Linked DNA regions of Danio rerio: region 2 is linked to region 1. A link is a contact called in public Hi-C data. All regions are on one chromosome and are shown on one strand. The core of a region is the stretch at or near the end of the contact, and the rest is flanking DNA. Distances in the headings are between cores, read along the strand shown.

Region 1 (6,912 bases), core at 2,371-4,870:
GGTAGGTTATATTGCCGATTTAAAGGCGCATTGCATGAAAAGTAGTTGTCGATGTGTACAGTGTCACGTCTTTTAATTACGTCTCTTGAACGGTGAGTTTAGTTTATCCCTCATCCGGAAACCGGCAGGCAAGATGTACCTATGTTTTTGAGTTGTCCAGAAAAAGGCATTATTGTGTTTCACTTTCGATGCTTATATATGAAAACGCAAAATTGGTCAACTTAGCTTATAGACTGCTACAGCTTTGTCTATACGCGGATATACTGGATTTAAAGATAAGGTAATTTAGATTTAGTAAATTTGTAATATTTGTTTCATTGTGGTAAAGGTCTGGTGAGAATTTTCTCCAATTAAAACATTAATTTAGATTTTTATAATTTTCCCTAAGTTAAAACATTGGTATTGTGTTGTCTGTTTGTCTGTCTATCTGTATTGAATCTTGAATCTGTTTGTCTATGAAATTCTCTATCTATCTATCTATCTATCTATCTATCTATCTATCTATCTATCTATCTATCTATCTATCTATCTATCTATCTATCTATCTATCTATCTATCTATATATATATATATATATATATATATATATATATATATATATATATATATATATATATATATACTGCTCAAGAAAATAAAGGGAACATTGTGTTGTTGAAGTGTTCCCTATTTTTTTTTTTTTTTTTGAGCAGTGTAAATACAATTACAATCATTTTCAAATGGTCACTCATTTTCTCAATAGCTGTAGTATCAATATCCAGTCTTTATCTTTCTGACTAATAAGACAAAGATAAATCATTAAGGTAATTATTTTTTTCATATTCACACTTTCACTCACTTTTGAACAGTGACAACTTGCGACACAGTCCTTATATTTACCACTTTACTTTGAATATTTGCATGTAAAGTACGACTTCAAACAACCTTAGCACTATTGAACTGACTCTGAACATGTTGCTCTTTGATAGCCATTGGCTGCTAATATGATTTCCCAATTTAGATTTTGCAAAGATTACTTTTCTGAAATTATAATATTAGGAAAAAAGTCCAAATGTGCAAAAATAAAATCAACTTTACATCAATTGTTAAATCTATCTATTTTTCTGCATATACTTGCATGGTGTTCCAGTCATCTGGATATTGGCAATGGCATCTCGTGCAGGGCCAAGAGCTGCAGGGACTGATGGCGGTGATTTCAAACACAGAGAGAAAGTGGCTTCTCATTATCAAATGAGGTAACTATATCATCAAACTATCCCTGCAATCTAACATGACCAATAACATTACCAATCTATCATCATCACCAATCCTGTCTTTCAGTGCTTCATCAAAATCTGAGATAAAGAAGCTCACCGTAGTGCATTTCCTCATATGGATACTGGTGGCAGCTCAAGTGGCTGTTAGTCACCTCAATTTGGTGTCTCATGACCTGGTGGCCATGCCCTATCAGTGGGAGTATCCATATCTTCTGAGTCTCGTGCCCTCGTTTATTGGAGCGCTGGCCATGCCGAAAAACAACATCAGCTACCTGGTGATCTCCATGATAAGTGCTGGATTGTTCTCTGTGGCACCCTTGATTTTTGGTGCGATGGAAATGTTTCCTCTGGCCCAGCAGCTGTACCGACATGGAAAAGCCTACAGGTTTATCTTCGGCTTCTCGGCTGTTTCTGTGATGTATCTACTCATGGTGATTGCAATTCAAGTGCATGCATGGCAGATCTACTACAGCAAGAAGCTTCTAGATGCCTGGTTCAACTCAACACTAGAGAAGAAGAAGAAATAAAAACATTTCTGAAATCATTCACCGCTATTTATGTCTCAGTTGCTACTGTATAATGCATGGAGTCATTTATAATGTTTTATAATAAAAAGCTGATCAGTTACATCTGAAATTTTCTTCTAAAAATAGACTTTCTCCAAGAAATCCTTGTGTAGGTTCAGTCATTTCATTTCTTGTCATTGCATTGTAAGTGAAATAACTGAACATACTGTACACACAGAATCTTGAGAAAATGTTGAATTTTAGGATAAGATGTAAGATGACACTTAGAGATTTTTGCATATACTCTTCATATATAACTGTAAGCCAGTTCATTTGATGTATTTTACATGTATTGTCGTATATTTCGTATATATGTTCACTTTGCAATATAAATGTTTTAAGATTTAATTTAAAACAAAACATTTTGTTACATTGCAAGTTGTTACCTCCGATTCAGAAGGTTTGCAGTCTACAGTGTGTTTATACAGAGCCATACAATTCATATGTTACACTTTATAAATAATAATAAAAAAATACTTTAGATATTTAATTGCAGTGAATTCATTCATTTTCTTTTTAGCTTAGTCCCTTTTTTCATCAGGGGTCGCCACAGCGGAATCAACCACCAACTTATCTAGCATATGTTTTATGTTTTCATCTCCCAGCAACAACCCATCACTGGGAAGCACAGTGTAGTTAATATTAAGTATTTCATTTAATTTCTTGATGTTTCTAATTTAACAGAGTGTCAGGCTTCTCTGTGTAGTTTTAGCGCTCATTATCTGCAGAAATGTATTTTTCCTTTATTATTATCATAGTAAACAGCTTGAATGTGATTCTTTTTTTGAATGCAGGTTCAACATCCAGAGGAAAGAGTTTTGAAAATTTCACTGGTTTCATGTTTTTTTTTTTTTTTTTTTAACTTGTTTAAAATGTCTAGTGGAAAAGCGGTTGGCAGTCATTATAAAGATCAAGGAAAACAGGCCTGATATTAAAGTTTTTACTTGTCCAAATATAATTTGTAATGCAAACTGAACTGATAATTTTACAAAGCCTAATATATTATTATTAACTGAATAAGAGCCTATTATTTTGGCATACTGGGAGTGAAATAGCCATAGTCAAATGTACTACATTCACAACAATTAATTATGTGGCTTTATAAGACAGATTCAAACTGGGGCCTGGGTCTATTCAGGGCACGGCAAAATATTCATTCATTCATTATTTTCTTTTTGGCTTAGTCCCTTTATTAATCTGGGGTCACCACAGCAGAATGAACCACCAACTTATCCAGCACTTGTTTTACACAGCAGATGCCCTTCCAGCCGCAACCCCTCTCTGGGAAACATCCATATACTCATTCACACTCATACACTACGGACAATTTAGCCTACCTAGAGAACTCCACACAGAAACTCCAACTGGACCAGCCGAGGCTTGAGCCAGCGACCTTCTTGCTGTGAGGCGACAGCAATAATACAATTTAAGTTATATACACACACACACACACACACACAATTTATATATTTAAATTTATTAAAAAACACATATAAAATAATAATAATTTAAAATAATAATTTACTTAGAAAGATGTTCAAATAAAAATAGTATTCTGATGATAAGAAAATAATTATTAGAATGTAATATGCAAGTATGGGCCTGATAAGATTCTGTTGGTATCATAACCTTAGATAAAAATATCTTAATTAAAAAAAAATAATCTTTTATATACCATAGGAAAAGTATAACAAAGAAGTTATAAAAATTCAGTAGTAAAATAAAATCCATTCAGGATACAGACCACCTTATCGGTAGTAATTAAATTTACAAAACAAGTGAGCAGTGTCTGGATAGCGCGCATGCGCGTTTGTGGTTTTGCCACGTACAGGTCGCTGTGAGGCGTTTCCGATCAGTCAGTCAGGCATCGTTCAGCTGAAGTCCAGGACACACAGGCTACTGCTGGGATTGACACGTCCAAAACACCAGGTACAGGCGCAGGCTTTTCGTATAAACATTTACATATTCTTATACAACAACTTTAGAGGTTTTTTGGGCACCTCTGGAAATGAACCCTTAGTATTTAGCCGGTTGTCAAGCAAACTAGCATTAGCTTAGCTTAGCCTGTGTGAAACTAGGGCAAGCTAAAAACAAGAAAGACGTTTTGTTCAGCGTTTTAAACCACAGTATGGCGTAGTTAAATAGTCGTACTCAAACCACGGAAATAGTAGCTGTTACAATATATTGAGATTTATTTTTTCTTTTGACGCCGGGAGAATTGTTACCCTCAGACCTTTATTTGGCAGGAAGTTGCTGCATCATCAGGTGAATGAGGCCTGATGGGATGTTTTAAATGGATCACGCTTTGGCAAGACTTTTAAACGTCACCCAGCTGCGATGATGGAAAATGGCCCGATGTGGGAAATTATCAACAAAAAAAAACCAACAAAAAAACTCATGCTTTAATAACCTGATTGAAATTACTAAAATGGCTAAAGTGACGCTGTTATTTTCATCTGTGTCTGCCCTGTTTAACGTGTCCACCCATGAGAAACTCCCCATATCCATGACAAAATCGTACAAAATGTTATAACAGCTAATGCCACATCTTTAAGACATGTAATCCTGAATAAATCAGCCTTTGAACAGTTTGCCAAGCAGCCAGTTGTATGGCATTTTTCCTAATCCAGCAGGCAGAATGAGTTTCAGTCAGTAGTTATCACTGAATACCATGTGAGTTAAATACAGGTCTGTCCACATGCTGCTGTGAACATTGCTAGTTTGAATAAATCAGAGAGTAAGATCAAAGTAAGAAAGTCGAGACTGTCCTGATAAGATTGCTTCAGTTGATCAAATCATTTAAAATGAAATCTAAAACCTGAAATGTTTTACCGTTTTTTTCTTAGGCCAAAGTCTGTGTTAGGAAAGATTCATGGTCCTCAACATGTGCCAAATCATCTTCTATCTCGTGACCCTTAGACTTTTAGGAAGTTGTAGTATGTCCCAGTAAACTAATATATCTGTACAGTAGCACTTGTTCAGATAAAACCTAATATTTGAGTCATATGGCTGTGGGTTTTGGAGTACGACAATGTTTTTATATACATAACAAAAGCTTGAGAGTCGGTGGTGAGTGCAGACACTCATTGGGTTACGGCTCTCGGATTTTATGGTGAACTGTTGTGTTGCGAGTGGAAATGTGTGGTTCTGTTAGAGGAACATAATGAGTGTGTTGTCGGTTTTATGAGTTTGTGCATGAAGACCTTTAATTCAGTGCTGCAGCTCTGATGGTGTGTTTGGTCTCAGCTTGGTGATGTACTATCAGATGACGTCTGATGTGCATGTGATGCATTATATATTGATAAATGACCTCTTTTTTTTAATAAACTGGATAATTGTACGAGTGATAGTATATGACCTGGCATAAAATTTTTTAGATCTTTCTCACAAGCACTGTGCGATGTCTGACAGACCGCACTAATGTCTTTCTTTTATTTTTCATTCTATTAAAACCTGTTTTAATGCATTTTAATCTGTTTTATTTGTTTTAAATCATTTTTATTTTTTGTTTTTATTTTCTTATACTTGTCTCTCTTATTCCTGTTTATGTATAGTACTTTGAATTACCATTGTGTATGAAATGGGCTATACAAATAAATTGCCTTGCCTTACTCTGGTACAGCCTTGTCAATAGAGTAAGCAAATAGTAAACCATTTTTGTTGTTGTTTGTGTATCATTTTGAGCCATATTTAAGTGTTTTGTTGAGTTAAATTTAAGCAGTTTAGTATGCAGTAGTGTATGTCTCATTTGCTACTGTATTGCTTTGGATAAACCATACTGTTTTAACAAGAATAGCATATTTGACAACATATTACTATAATTTGTTCGATCAAATCTGATGGCAACCTTGTCAAATAGTGGCTTAACATTTTAAAACCTTTATTTTTTGCATCTCTAATATTTTTTTTTACTAATAGATTAAGGTTTTTGTTTAATTTCACAAATTTTCTTTCTCATTTATTATTGTATTCAATTAAATTATATTAAATACTGTGCTTTTTAGCTATCAGAACCGAATTGATGAATCACGCATATTTTTCCCCTATGTAGTATTTACAGTACAGTTTTATTTTCAGCAGTATGAATGGACAGCTGGACCTGAGTGGGAAGCTGATCATCAAAGCTCAGCTGGGTGATGATATTCGCCGTATTCCTATCCACAATGAAGACATCACCTACGACGAGCTCCTGCTGATGATGCAGAGAGTTTTTCGTGGCCAGTTACAGAGCAGCGATGAAGTCACCATCAAATACAAGGACGAAGGTCAGATTTAGGCTTCAGAAAGTTACAACTTAACTTTTTTAGTAATTTCACACTATTCAAATAGTTACTCGGTTTTTTTAATAGCAATGAAGCAAAAAACATATAGGAGCTATACACATATCGAAATCCCTCAGTAGTATCACTGTCTAGATGTCCACCTGCAAATAACGATTTCATTCTCTGCTACCTTTTTCATCATTCATCTTTGTCTTTTTTTCTTCCAGATGACGACCTTATCACCATCTTTGACAGTTCTGATTTGTCTTTTGCGATCCAGTGCAGTAGAATATTGAAGCTCACTCTTTTTGGTAAGAAACCAGCAATGCTTGGGGATTTTTGCATATCTTAATATATTGGATTATATAAAAACGTTTGCAGTAATACACTTACAGTGGAATATATGGGCATATGATGGAATTGCATACCAGCCGTGTTTTGAACATAAAAAAAATAAATGTGGTTGTTTTCATTAGGTATTGCCTTGAAACAGCATGTGAAGAATGTGATGTAACTGTTTACACATACAGAATACAAGCAAAAACACACCAAGGGTGCACATCCAGTAGACAAAAAGCTAAAAGAAATCAAAATAGGTACACCACAGCTCCAAAAATAGCGAAATATTTATAATTTTCTCACAACAGGTAACATTGTGACACTCTTTATAATATATACAGAATTCAAACACCCAGTTGTTTCACATAACCAGAAGTTAATTGGGGTAAAATGTAATTCCAACATAAAAAAACAATCTAGAAAAGCTTTACAGGTCATCATTGTTTTTGTGCTTTTTAATCTTAAATGTGTCGCTTGTATTTTTTTGTT
Region 2 (6,912 bases), core at 1,278-3,777, 250 kb after region 1:
AACAAAAGTGATTTACTGTATGTTGTTACTCACAGTCCACAGTAAATGACACATCAAAACTTAAACAGTTCCTATCAGCGTGTGACAGCACAGAGAGGCATTTTGTCCGTCACTGGTTTTGTACTTTCTAGGAATGGGCTGATGACCTGTTTCAAGATTTACTGCGGTTTATAAAGTCAAGGTTTTTATACCGCTAAAATGTTCTGTTATATTGTTTCATAAGATAGATTTAAGGTTTTTTTATGTGTTGTAAAGAAATCTGTGTTTTTGAATTTAATGAAAAGAGCAAAAGTCAATGATTTATTCAAATTATTTAGCCTGACATGTTTACTGCTCAAAAATATTTAAAATGTTTCTTGAAATAAAATATATTGTGTTCAATGGGTTTTTTTTTTATTTCTTTTGTTTTACCTAAACATTTTAAAAGAACTTATTTTAAAGCAGTATACCGTCAAGCTGTGTTATTTTATTCAAGGTTATCCTTGTACCATCAGAAACTTATACCAATCCATGGCTTGTTCCTTCAGAGATAAGAGAAATAATTAAAGCTCGAGTCTTTGTGTATTCGTCCACTCACATAAGTGCGAACAGAATTTGTGTATCACACATTTAGGTTCAGTTTGTAACACTTTAGTAGGACGTCTGTCCTGGTGCCGTCATTGCATTAGCAAAGTTAGCTGTGTAGACATTAAAAGGGTGGGTAAACTAAATTAGAAAGTTAGCCAAATACCTTACAGGTAGGAACATACTAAATAGGCACTAGGCTATGACATTGAGGTAAAGTTGGTTTTACATTCGCACATTTGTTCAGTGACAACTTGTGGCATGCTCCCTATATTGTTTGCCATTGTACTTTGAATATTTGGTCTGAAGTGAAGTTTATTTCAAGAACTAATTTCGAGAGGATCACGTGCTTATGTTTGCTTGTGGGAGGTCCCGCATTATCCAATTTATGATTCACCAGTCAGACGATTCCAAAGCCACTATAAATACCCTAAGTTCCATATCACAGCTATCTAGTTTTGAAGAATCCCCCCTTTCCACCCCTACTCCTCCTTTCTTAGATTGGTGACACGGTCGTCCAGTGGTTAGCACGGTTGGCTCACAGCAAGAACGTCACTGGTTCTAGTTCTTAACAAGCTAGCGAACATTTATGTGCGGAGTTTACACATTTTCCCCATGCTCACATGGGTTTCCCCTGGGTTCCCCGCTTTCCTCCTACCATTCAAAAACATGCAACTGAAGTTAACTGACTAATCCAAATCGGCACCATAGACATGCTCCTAGTAATTAGTTATCTCTTAGAGCAATCACTAATTGTTCATTAGCTATACAGCGAGGAGTTCTCTAGATCTACCTGAGCTCAAACTCCCCTCTCACCTTGCAAACAGGAAGGAGCCCCAGGCTCGAGGATCTAATGAGCTCAGGGCTGGCTCCCGGGACAGCACGCCAAACAAACTCTATAATCAATCATCAGCTAAGTGTGATCTCTTGAAACTACATGCAAGTATGTATGACTTCAAAACAGCATTACTGTAGCACTACTTTTCACTGTGAACAATGCTGTACTTTGATAGTCATTGGCTGCTTATATGATTTCACTATTTAGAATTTGCCAATAATACTTTTCTAAAATTATAAGGGGAAAGTCTGAATGTGTGAATATAAAACCAATTTAACCTTAATGGCTTTGTCACCATTTCAGCTCTAGGACTGATTTCTGCTTATTATCAAACTGAAGCAAAGCACTGGCATGTGCTTAAACCTGTGTAATCATGTAGAAGAGGATCATACAGATCACCTCACACACACTCACTCTGCAAAGATAGATTATACTGAATTATATAATACAAGAATATTAACATTAGAATACTGTATCTGCTTGTCAACAGAACCACACTGAAAGACATTCTGTCCCCAACACAAGCCATCCACACAAAAACTGACTTTCTAAAATAAACCTAATTAATATTCACTGGAGTAAAAAGTGGGACATCCAGTTTCATGTAATATGTACAATAAACACCACGGGCTACATCATGATGACACTTTTAAACTTTCATTTTAAGAAACGACTAAAACGTCAAAACGACTTCATGCTACCTCAATACAAACCCTCTACTGCATTGCACCTGTTCAAACACCTGGTGAGACGACATAAAATGTCTTGCCACAAAACAGCGGGAAAACAGGCTTGCTTGTTAGTGAAATATATCCTTTGATACTGACTTTGCTGAGGTTTAAGCTGTTTGAGGATGAGGTATAAAAAAGATAAAGACTGTTAAACATCAGTCAGAATGGGAACACTTAAGTTACAGCGTCCTCCTCACCGTTAAAGCCGCGTTTTTTTCCCTCAGACCGCATCTAAGAAGCACGCCAGTGCATGAACTGTCCTACCTGCAGTGCAGCGGTCGCTCGTGAAAATCCTGTGAACTGCAGTGCTGTTACACGGTCAAGAACCGGTGGTTAGTAGCGCTGACTGACTGTATCCATCACCGCAGCCCGAGCTCTGAGCGAGAGGCAAACCCGAAACCCCCCACGCACCCGCCGCTGGAGATGTTCATGGCGGAGGCGGAGTTTGCGCTCCCACGGATTCCCCGTGACCGTGTACACATACACAGACACACACACGAGCAGCATCATAGGAGTGCCATATTGCCTCTCAAACGCGGTGACTAGACAGGGAATATCCTCAGCATACTGTCAGCAGATGTTGAGTCACATAGTTAGACATTCGGTTTGGGGGTACATTAAAAAAGAATATGTATTCCTAATGTTCATTATAATGTTTTGTTTCTTGATATTAATGTTGTTTATTCTTAATGTATACTGTACTTTGTTGTTAGTTCAGCTATTTTTTTCAGTCACCCCACTGAAACGTCATAACTTTCAAAATAGTCATGAAATAACTATTGATTAATGATTAATTAAAGCTTCTTAAAGCTCTAGAGTTAGTGATTTATCCTTATTTAGCTTATAAACTAAATCAAAAAATGTATTATCTTACAGTTGGTACAAAGCTGCCATCTGCTGGGTTGTTTGTGAAATTCATTCATTTTCTTTTCAGCTTAGTCTCTTTATTAATCAGGGGTCACCACAGCGGAATGAACCGCCAACTTATCCAGCATGTTTTACACAGCGGATGCCCGTCCAGCTGCAACCCATCACTAAGAAACACCCATACACACTCATTTACACACTCATACATAACAAATAATTTAGCCTACCTAATTAAACTATAGCACTTGTCATTAGACCTGTGGGGAAAACCCACGCGAACACAGGGAGAACATGCAAACTCCACACAGAAACGCCAACTGATCCAGCCAAGGCTCGAATCTTGCTGTACCTTGCCCTCGCCGCCCATTGTTTCATGAAATTTACTAAGAAAAAGATCACTTTATTAAAATATTTGTTTTTTTTCTGAAACCATGGTATTTGGTGATTTTTACAATGCACCTTTACAGTACTTTGAGGGTAAAAAAATATGTAGAGGCAAAACAAAATGAAGATATTTTTACTTATTTTTACAAACCCATTTAACATAAAACCTGTGCATGTGCACAGTTATCAAGATTCGAAGTGGATCAAAACCTTTCATCAAAATGATCCTAAAACTATTGAACAACACCCATTCTTGCCTTAGGACAGCTTTGAAAAACTGTTTTGATCCACTTCTAATGTTGACTACAGTAAATATACACTGCTTCCAACAAATTAACAACAGGTTATTGCCAAAATACACAGATTAAGGCCACACAAACAAATAATATTTACAGATTTACAAATAAAAATGTGCAGAAAATTCAAAAATAACAAGATTACTATGCAAGTCGTGTTTTGACACTTGACAATGTTTATACGCGTCTTAATGATAGAGAAGATAATTGTGTAGCATATGTGGTAAGCAAAGGGTCTTGGTTTTGTTGAGTCCTTTTTGTCCCAGTGAGCGTCGAATGCACCATCTGCATAGCTGAGACAGAGAGCAGGTACCTGCAAAAAATAAAAAATGTATAAGATCTGTATCACAGTATACAAATGTACTGTTTATATCCTGTGTGTTTTTCTTTACCTGCTGTCTGCAAGAGGTGTTTGATGCTCTGATCTGAGGTCAGATCCAGAGGTGTCTTCCCCTCAGAGTTTCTAGATGTACGATCAGCCCCGTGTTCTAATAGTAGCTCCGCCTCTTTTGCTCCACCTACTCTGCATGCAGCATGTAAAGGTGTGTCAAGGCCACGCCCACATTGTACATCAGCACCTGTAGAGAATTAAATGAGCATGAGTCGCGTTGTTATTGGTAAAATAACAAACAACCATTGCATATGTGAGTAATGTTTTATAATTTAACTTCAAATTTAAAGTAAGTAACGTACTTGAAATATAATTTACTGATCACAAGACTAAAATCATTTATGTACATACACATTCACTGTACACATATTTTGTGTAGGTTTCTTAGTTCTGTTAAAAGTTCTCATAAGATCTCATCTCGTAAATTCATGAAATGTTTTTGTCGACCCCAACAAGTAACTAATAAAACTGACATAAAATTGGCTAAAAATTTACATACATAAAATTGCATTTTTGTTATTTTATATACATATTACAAACAAACTCACATGAAAAGAGAAAGAAAAATGTAAAAAGTTAAAAAACTAATGTCAAAGTTAAATTAATTTACATTTTTTAATTTTTAAAGATGAACAATATATATATATATATATATATATATATATATATATATACACACACATTATTCTAACGAAACAACAAAATTACAGAAACAAACTAAATGTGCTAAAAACAAATGCTAATTTCAAAATAAATCTATAACAACATAAATGACACAAAAATATGACTAAAACAATAGAAAAAGTGAAAAATAAAGCTGAAATAAATATTTGTAGTAATAAACAATTGAACAACACCAGAGCCATTAAAGAGGCTAGAAGATAAAGTATTTTGATAATTAAACTTAATGAAAATGACTAAAAATGACTTAGAAACATTGTAATTAAAACTTTAAATGAGCTTAAAATAAAACTCATTCATTCATTAATTTTCTTGTCGGCTTAGTCCCTTTATTAATCTGGGGTTGCCACAGCGGAATGAACCGCCAACTTATTCAGCACGTTTTTAAGCAGCGGATTCCTTTCCAGCCGCAACCCATCTCAGGGAAACTAAAAATAACACTAAAATTCAAAATATTAATAATATTTATATAGATTTAAAAATATTAATATTTAAACATTTTATACAGTATATAAATTAAAAAAAATTGCTAAGTTAAGTCTTTAAATGTTACTTTAAGCTGTATAGAAGTGTCTTGAAAAATATCTAGTCAAATATTATTTACTGTCATCATGGCAAAGATAAAAGAAATCAGTTATTAGAGATGAGTTATTAAAAAATATTATGTTTTGAATTGTGTTGAAAAAATCTTCTCTCCGCTAAACAGAATTTGGGGAAAAATTGAACAGGGGGCTAATAATTCTGACTTCAACTGTATATGTCTTGCAAAAACAAACACATAGAAAATTATTTTAGGTAACTAAAATAAGGCTGAATAAATTCGAAAATATGTATAACCATATTTCTAATTATTTTGATATAATGGAATGATTTTAAAGTTTCCTTAAGTGAACACTTGCTATTAAATGTATAAAGTTGCACCAAAAAAATGGTTATCTAGATAACATTTTATCACCGTTCACTAATACAGCTGAAGTCAGAAGTATTAGCCCCCCTGAATTATTAGACTGCTTGTTTATTTTTTCCCCAATTTCGGTTTAACGGAGAGAAGATTTTATTCAACACATTTCTAAACATAATAATTTTAATAACTCATTACTAATAACTGATTTATTATATCTTTGATATGATGACAGTAAATAATATTTTACTAGATATTTTTTAAGACACTTCCTTACAGCTTAAAGTGACATTTAAAAGGGTAATTAGACATGGGTAATTAGACAAATTATTGTATAACGATGGTTGGTTCTGTAGATTATCGAGAAAAAAATTAGCTTAAAGGGGCTAATCATTTTGTCCTTAAAATTGTGTTAAAAAATTAAAAACTGCTTTTACTCTAGCCGAAATAAAACAAATAAGACTTTTTTCAGAGGAAAAAATATTATCAGACGTACAGTAGAAATTTCCTTGCTCTGTTATACATCATTTGGGAAATATCAAAAAAAGAAGAAAAAAATTTCAAGGGGGCTAATAATTATGACTTCAACTGTATAACGAATGCAATAAGAAAATCTGAGAAAGAAAACCTTTTGTTCTTGTAACTCATTAAGTCATGAAGGGTAATGTTTGTGATTCTGACCTAAGATCAGCAGGGTCAGTACACAGTCTGTGCTCTTGACTTCACATGCACAGTACAGCGCTGTTCCAACACTGGGCAGCTCCATGTCCACGTTCACACCATGAGACAACAGCAGTTCAACACAGGCCGTGTGACCTAAAACATAGACAGGAGATAATATGGTTAATCAGTGGAGCTAAAACATGACTTTTTGATTCAATTCTTGAGACATTTTCAGATATTGAAGCATTTCGCTCTTTATCGGATGTTTTTTGGTCTAATAATGTAAAAAATACATGTTTTGCGTGTCACACTTTTAAAATATGCAATGTAATTGAAATCTGCAAACATACATTGATAAAGGCTGTTTTCAATTTCTTTTCCTGCACTGGAAATCCACATGCATATTCACTTCAGCAGAACTTTCATAAACCAGGCAGTTTTTTCATATCTATACTCTGAAGGCTTTTACAGAGGAAAAATTTTCACACATAATTTTCCAAATAATACACAACATACTTCTCTACAAAGAAAAATCCTTGCTGTTGCCAGCATATTCTGAATAATGGAATGATAAAAAGAGATCCAAAAAGGTCCAT

The links. Hi-C and Micro-C count contacts between places; a contact is called where the count stands out from the background.
Region 2: a contact with region 1 is called in a Hi-C map of an unstated tissue, with 2.5 times the contacts expected there. The contact joins the promoter of sytl5 here to the promoter of tfg in region 1. A contact is called at or near these places in 2 of 18 Hi-C or Micro-C datasets (caudal fin and an unstated tissue).

The regions. Positions count from the first base shown.
Region 1 is chr9:31,783,276-31,790,187 of GRCz12tu, forward strand. It overlaps tfg (trafficking from ER to golgi regulator), which reads left to right and starts at 3,621. Exons shown (of 8, transcript NM_200015.2): 1 at 3,621-3,751; 2 at 5,900-6,087; 3 at 6,312-6,395. The coding sequence starts at 5,904. It overlaps jagn1a (jagunal homolog 1a), which reads left to right. Exons shown (of 3, transcript NM_001005774.2): 1 at 1; 2 at 1,130-1,235; 3 at 1,321-2,303. The coding sequence starts at 1,147. The coding sequence ends at 1,783.
Region 2 is chr9:32,036,174-32,043,085 of GRCz12tu, forward strand. It overlaps sytl5 (synaptotagmin-like 5), which reads right to left and starts at 2,528. Exons shown (of 17, transcript XM_681527.10): 1 at 2,398-2,528. asb11 (ankyrin repeat and SOCS box containing 11) reads right to left here. Exons shown (of 7, transcript NM_214792.2): 5 at 6,335-6,469; 6 at 4,073-4,258; 7 at 3,380-3,993. The coding sequence ends at 3,869.